Regions from separate parts of the Mus musculus genome. Here region 1 is linked to region 2. A link is a contact called in public Hi-C data. All regions are on one chromosome and are shown on one strand. The core of a region is the stretch at or near the end of the contact, and the rest is flanking DNA. Distances in the headings are between cores, read along the strand shown. Region 1 has its middle 35 kb from the start of Il21r. Region 2 overlaps Nsmce1 (NSE1 homolog, SMC5-SMC6 complex component).

Region 1 (3,430 bases), core at 343-2,842, 170 kb before region 2:
GAGTGTTGACAGTATAAAGCCTCGGTAATTAATGTTCTGGAGAGCGGTTGGGCCGTGAAGGTGCTGTGTTTATGAGCAGAGCCTGCCTGTTACCCACTGCCCAGGAGGCTGGAAGCCAGCGGCCAAGTTCTGTCTCCAGTCTCAGAGCCTCCTTTGCACAGCGGCGATGGAAGGCCTCAAGGAACTGAAGGACACCAAGCATGGACACAGAGCCCACCAATATCCCTCTTCCCCAAGCTTCCTAATGCATGGACCATTTGCTGAGGGGACATGGGGACTCAGGGTACAGCCCAAGCAGAGTCAAGGCTTACGTGGATGGTTGTCATCCCCAAAGCCCCTTCCCGTCTTTGTTACAGCCACCAGTCCTCAGTATAAGCCTTCTCCACCTGAGCTTTCTCCACCTGAGCTGCCGTCCACTCAGCCTTCACCCATCTGCCTGACCACCCACCAACTAACCAAACAGCATCAGCAGCCCTTCCAAACTCCGCACAAAGATCTCCCGAAACCCCAGCATACTGCTGGGTCAAGAGGACTCCAGAGAGCCCGGGGTAAGGCAGGAGGCCTCCAGTTAGAAACCAGGTGCTGCTGAGAGTGCCAGCTTTAGAGGAAATGGTAACAAAGACTCCACAGAGAGGCCATCCTGGGCTGCTGTGCATCCCAGGATTCAGTTCTGCCCCATCCAAGGACCGTGGGAGCTGGCACTGGGCCTGCCACACTGCACAGGACAGCGTGTCCTCGGCTGTGCACTCTGTCCTGTGCCTACCCACAGTCTGCTCCTCTTCTTTCTTTCCATTTCTTTCATCAGTAAACAACACACAAATGGTTCTCTTAGACATGGAACGGCACACGGCTCAGGCCTCTACCTGACTACCTTTTGTGTTTACACACATGTGGGCAGACCCTGGGAAACACAGGCCTTCGTGCCATTTGATGTGAAAGATGCTCACTTTCCCTCCATAATATCCCTGGGATACACAGGGCTACTCAAGACAGCAAGCCCAGCCTCCAGCACTGAGCCCGAGTTTACACTTGCCCCCACTAAGCAAGCTCACAAGGTTTCTGATGGCCCACCCCCGAAACGTGTTTCATGCAGGGTTTTCACCCTCCAGCTTGTTATGGGGGCTCAGCCCCTTCCCTCTCCAAACCTTGCTTGGCTTACAGAGTCCTCTCCGTTTCAGCTGCCTCTACCTAGGACTAGAGCAGCTTGCGTGTGACCTTTAGTGGAGTGCCTCTTCTGCCCTCGCTGCTCTCCATCCTTTCCCTGGGCTCTGACTGCACCAGTTCTCCAGCTGTGTGAATGTGTGTGTGCATGCGTGTCACCCACCCACTCCCAGTCCCCAAAGCAGTCCACGTTCGCTGGAGGCTAGAGTTCAGGCCTTGCTGAATTAAATGGCCACTTTGTCCTCTGCTTAGCATCCACAAATCTCACAAGCGTCCATTGTTCTCTCCTCTGGATGACTGAGAGCAGGAAAACTGTCACTGACTCCTGCCCAGCAGCAGGGGGCAGCAGCAAGCTGTGGAACCTCCCAAGCCCAGGTGACTTCCTGTTAATAGTAAAAATGCTATTACTGTGAGCACCTGCTTGTACATCAGACACCATCTGGACCCCACAGAGAAGTGATGTCACAGCAGCCCCGGGAAGCACACATGACCCGTGTGCCTATTTCATGCATGAGGAAACTGAAGGCCATGAGGCTAAAACAGCTACAAAGTCGGAAGCTAGTGGCAGGGCCAGCGCTTCCTCTACGCCACTGAGGTGAAAGGATGGAGAGTCAGCACCATGCTCCCTGAAGAGCTCTAGTGTTCATATCTAGGACTATCAAGTTGGGAAAGAAAAGCTTCCAACTAACGGGAGCAGGCCCCTCAGGTTGTCACATGGTTGGGGCTGCAGGGGTGAGTAGTTCTGACGCCCACAAGCTTCCTGGGACCTCTGCCCCCTCTCTGTGTCTTTGCAGGTCCTGTGAGGGCAGCCCTCCTCTCTGCCACTCCTTCATTCACTCCTCATAGCTGAGAATCTATTCGGAGCCCTCCCCCCTCCCCCAATCTGGGCTCCGTCATAGCAACTTCAGTCCTTGCCCCACCCCCATAATAGGGACAGGCATGGTACCAGACTCCAAGGAGGGTTTTGTTAATCCACATTAGTTGGGGAGCGAAGCCAGGCAGGCGTGTGCTACAGCTGGGAATAAGGGACTCCCACCACAGTTAGTCACACGGAGGCAATGTGAAAACCGGACCCTGCCCTTCACACTTTTGAGCACTTGGATGGCTCTAGATCACTGGTTCCCAACCTTCGTAATGCTGCGACCTTTTAATACAGCTCCTCATGTTGAGGTGACCCCCCCTCCCAGCCTTAAAGTGATTTTGTTGCTACTTTGTAATTGTAATCTTGCTACTGTTAGGAATTGTAGTATAAATATCTGATACGCAGGGTATCTGATATGTGATCCCCAGAGGCATTGATTGTGACCCACATGCTCTGGTCAGGGCATGTCCCCTCTCTGGTTTGTCATCAGGGGGCCTCTACTTCTTGTTTCACCTACACAAAAAGCTGCTGCCACAAAGAGGCAAAGCTACTAACTGCCCCTTCATTCCCTAGGAGCCCTCCTCCTGCTTCCGGGTGGTGGGTGTGTCTGGGGCTGAGTGGGTCCTGTGGGTTGTGCTGCCTGCTAGGTGGCAGCCATGTCCCCAGATCTTCCCATCCACTGGGGAAGCCAAGAGGAGCACAGCTGCAGAGGGCTTAGTGGCCTTGGGCAGGCAGTCCCTCCCTGGCACTTCTGTTCCAAGGGTGAGAGGTGGTTTTTGTCTCCTTCTGGCATGAGACCCTGGAGACCCCAGACCGCATCACAGTGGGAATGCACAGGGGATGCTGGGGTCAGGTTGCTGAGTTCCTGGCAGAATTGATGGAAGCTTTCAAGTGCTTTCTGGGAGAGCAGGGAAGGAGTGCTAGGAACACACACACACACACACACACACACACACACACACACTACCCCCAACACCTGCTGTCAGAGGCAGCTCAGTGTGAGGCCAGAAACTCTTTCCTCCCCCACCACCACCACCACCACCTTGAATGATACACAAGGTCTGTACTGTGAGCCGTGCCCCTGCCCGGCCCTCTCCTCTCACTGTGGTCCTTAGGATAGGAGTTGTCTTCATTTTAACTTGTTAGGATAATACTGGGGCACTTTCTGCCACAATCGACAGGAATCCACCTCAAACCAGCTTACAGCTTACAAATCAGAGAGGTATCAACTGGTCCATTGAGTCAGGATGGGGTGAGGTGTGCTTCGTAACAGTCACGTCTCTGCGGCAGCAAGTGACCAAGAGTTCACTTCTAACTCTGTTCATACCAGCATCATTCAGAAAACTTGGTCTCCTCGGGCAGAGAGAACCAAAGCTGGCCAGAGCATCCCCCACCGGTGGCTAGAGC
Region 2 (3,483 bases), core at 979-3,478:
TCTCCCATCTGCCCAAGAGGACAGACTTGTAGTCTCTACCTGTCTCTCTATAAATTGTTCTAAGTATGACTTGGGGCTGGGACCTAAAAGTGATTTTATTAAAGAGGTCAGCTATGTAAAGTGCACAAGCCTGGGGTATAGAAGTTCATCTGTTCAGGGCCAGTTCCTCCTTGGGCATTAGCCAGCGCCGGACACATCCTCCTTCCTTCCTGAGTGTGTAAAGTGATTCCTCCCTGGGAAGCCATGTTGTTTCTATTACAGTGGCTCTTGAGCACCTGAGTCCCTTGTCAGAATTAGTATCAGTCTTTCAAAGTTGGTACCTGGGACGAGAAGGGGTCCTCACCGTGTGTCAGCCATCTTACATGCCCAGCAGAGTGTGTCATGGGAAAGGCCCCTTTGCATCGGCTCTGGTGTCAGGGGGCCGCAGTGGGAGGTGCGAATGTCAGCTCTGAGTCCTGGCTTCCTCCTCCCGCATCATTGTTTTCCACTTAATAGCTGATACTGATTTTTCATTTAACTTGGATTTATTAAACAAAGGGACAAAGAGCCACTGCAGCACATGTATGTTGCTATTACTGTGAACCCATGAGTCTGGGTCTTTGTTTGCCCTTAATGTTGCATGTCTTCCCCTGCTACCAATATTACCTTTTGTCTTTTAAGCTGGCTTTATTTTTGTTACACAGTGTTAGAAATGCCCACTTTCTGTAGGAAGTGAGACTGACCCTTTAGATGAGTCTTCTTTCTAGTGCAAGCCTTAGTAAGCTTAGTAACATAAATGGTGGCATGGTGTCTGTTTCTGTTTTTGTTTTTCCTGCAGTTTTTTTCTCAGTGGTTCTGTTTTTTGTTTTTTTTTCTTTATTTAAAATTTTTTTTTGCTTGTTTTTTTTTTGTTTTGTTTTGTTTTTTTTCATGACAGGGTTTCTCTGTGTCGCCCTGGCTGTCCCTAAACTCAGTCTGCAGACCAGGCTGCCTGTTAAACTCTGAGGCCTACCTGTGCCTCCCGAGTGCTGGCGTTAAAAGGCGTGAGCTACCACTGCTGGGCTTCCCAAAGTAACTCTAAAGTATAAATCCTTTGACATTATTTTAATAAGTGAAAACAGGTATACTCTGGTCTTGAAAGTATCACACTGCAGATCGGTAATTCTAGTGTATGAAGCTGGCCGTATGCCTTCACTGTGTTAGAGCAGGTTCTGTAGCCGACAGAGGGGCTGACTCTCCAAGCTGGGATGTGTAACACATGCCCTCTCCCTTTGCATCCTTTCCTGGTCTTTCTCACCAGCTGTTAGTATCTGTTCACCCAAGCCCCCTGCTTCTGGACCTTTTCCCCTCCTCAGACTCATGGCTCTCAAAAAGGTCCCTGTTGGTGGCCTCCTGATGGCTGGTGGCCTCCTGATGGTGGCATAGCAGGAGCTTCCGCTAGAGCCAGGCTCCCACAGTTCACACCGTCTCTGCCTGTGCTCAGAGCTGCCAGGGCCCGAGAAGGGCCAGTGGGAGGACACTTGGGCAATAGCTGCTTGGATTATGCTTAGAACAGGGCCTCTTCTGCTGTGAGTGCCTCACTTACCCTGTTGTGGCTCAGGCCTGGGCTGGCCCAAGGCCTTCAGATGTGTCCTGGCTAGCTTTCTAGGAGGAGGGAGCTGTGGAGGGCCACTGGTGCAGCATGAAGCCTTGGGGAAGAGGAAGGAAGGCTACTGTCTCAGTGGTCTGAGATAACAATCTTGTCCGCCTTTCTGCCTCACTACACCATCTGTCTCAGCTTATCTTTGAGCACTCCGGGAAGAAAGAAACCACAATATTGGCATTGGCCCAAGAAAGCCAAAACATTTCTGTTGGGGCTGCTAGTGTGGTCAGGGGCCAGAGATTGAAACAGGCTGTGTGTGCTTTTTCGACGAATCCACTCCCATCCCTGCCTGCTTATTTCCAGGAAATGCGACTGTAGATAAGCTGGAGGACTTCATCAACAACATCAACAGTGTCCTGGAGTCTCTGTATATTGAGATAAAGAAAGGAGTCACGGAAGATGATGGGAGACCCATTTATGCACTGGTATGCGAGGCAGCGCCCTCTAGTGGCATTTTGAGAAACTGGCTCAGAGGGCTCTGCAGTGGCTCGTGCGGGACCCATGCTTCTGAGAGAGGGGTGAGAAAGTGATCAGCTTTGTGGTGGACACGTGGCCTGATCCTTATGTGGTTTATTTTTAGGTGAATCTTGCTACAACTTCAGTTTCCAAAATGGCTACGGATTTTGCAGAGAACGAGCTGGATCTGTTTAGAAAGGCTGTGAGTACAGTACTCATTGCTACCATATGCAGCGTTTCTAACGGGAGGAAATAGAAACGGCAATTGTGGAGGCCACTGTCATGCTTCCCAGCTTCCTGGGTCTCACAGGGAGTGACAGGCCTTAAGCTACCTGTCAAACAGAGCACCTGAGAACTCGTGGGAGTGCATGGGTCCCAGTCCCTGGCCCAGAATGCTCCAAACCCAGCCCTGCACTTTAATGAGGCGCTCACTGGACGGTTTGTCCAAGCTTTGTAGCAGTGTGCTCAGCCCATGTGCCACACACCTGGCTAAGACGTTCTGAGTCCTGGGAGCACATAGCAGCTCTGGGGAAGGTGGGAAAGGAGCGCCCCTCTCCAGTTTCAGCTTGACTGGGCCCATCGAGGCAGGTAGACTTTCTAGTTTAACCATTTTGTGGTGCTCCTAGGCTGTCTACAGTGTGTGGAGAATAAAGCTAGGACAAGGGCCACAACCTGTGTGCACATTGGATACCTAGCACCTGTCGTAGGGATGTGCCTGGTGTGGGTCCATGCAGCTTCTCCTACCAGGGCTGGCTGGAGGCTTAGGTGTCGAGTTTGTTATTCAAATAGATGAATAAGGCACCTCTTTCTCTTGCAGCTGGAACTGATCGTTGACTCAGAAACTGGCTTTGCTTCTTCTACAAACATTTTGAACCTAGTTGATCAACTCAAAGGGAAAAAGATGAGGAAGAAGGAGGCCGAGCAGGTGCTGCAGAAGTTTGTGCAGAGCAAGTGGTTGATTGAGGTACCCTGGGGCCTCCCCGTTCACTCAGGAGTGCACAGTCTGTGTGCTAGCAGTTGAGCCCGGCCTGTCTGTGGGCCCTTCTCTATTGTAAGCTTTCCATGACCTCTGAGAGGAGAGCCTGTGTTCCCTGACTTTCACATGGTCTGTCTTAAGTGCTGCAGCCACAAGTGGAAGAGGCTGGAATCAATGGAAGGCTTATCAGATGCCTTTCAGAATGAAGTTGCTGGCTGTCCCTTCTGTAGACAGCTTGGAGCTGCTGCAAGCGTTTTCTTTTTTGTTGTTTGTTTGTTTTGTTTTGTTTTTTTTTCAAGGCAGGGTTTCTCTGTGTAGCCCTGGCTGTTCTGGAACTTACTCTGTAGACCGGGCTGGCCTCGAACTAAGAATTCTGCCTGCCTCTGCCTCCCAAAGAATGCTGGGATTAAAGGTGTGTGCCACCACTGCT

What was found. Hi-C and Micro-C count contacts between places; a contact is called where the count stands out from the background.
Region 1: a Hi-C map of the HPC-7 cell line shows a contact between it and region 2, with 14 times the contacts expected there. The contact joins two enhancer-like sites. A contact is called at or near these places in 6 of 39 promoter capture datasets (the 3T3-L1 cell line, embryonic stem cells, hippocampal neurons and 2 more), 8 of 15 datasets of contacts at CTCF or cohesin (CD8 T cells, the G1E-ER4 cell line, embryonic stem cells and 5 more), 200 of 484 Hi-C or Micro-C datasets (the 3T3-L1 cell line, 3T3-L1-derived adipocytes, the 63-12 cell line and 115 more), 33 of 115 datasets of contacts at active chromatin or transcription factors (the 230-238 cell line, CD4 single positive thymocytes, CD8 T cells and 24 more) and 4 of 9 other capture datasets (adipose tissue, embryonic stem cells, liver and 1 more).

The regions. Positions count from the first base shown.
Region 1 is chr7:125,637,158-125,640,587 of GRCm38.p6, reverse strand. No RefSeq gene overlaps it. Among named protein-coding and RNA genes, the nearest start is that of Il21r, 35 kb to the right of the region's middle. Within about 2 kb of position 1,592, at least 124 of the 459 cell types and tissues checked have an H3K27ac peak or open chromatin away from gene starts, as enhancers often do. A contact at or near this core is called in the 63-12 cell line, B cells, CD8 T cells and 27 more, where this site is marked.
Region 2 is chr7:125,470,671-125,474,153 of GRCm38.p6, reverse strand. It overlaps Nsmce1 (NSE1 homolog, SMC5-SMC6 complex component), which reads left to right. Exons shown (of 8, transcript NM_026330.4): 3 at 1,925-2,046; 4 at 2,202-2,279; 5 at 2,895-3,041. Among named protein-coding and RNA genes, the nearest start is that of Nsmce1, 19 kb to the left of the region's middle. Within about 2 kb of position 2,228, at least 178 of the 459 cell types and tissues checked have an H3K27ac peak or open chromatin away from gene starts, as enhancers often do. A contact at or near this core is called in the 63-12 cell line, B cells, CD8 T cells and 27 more, where this site is marked.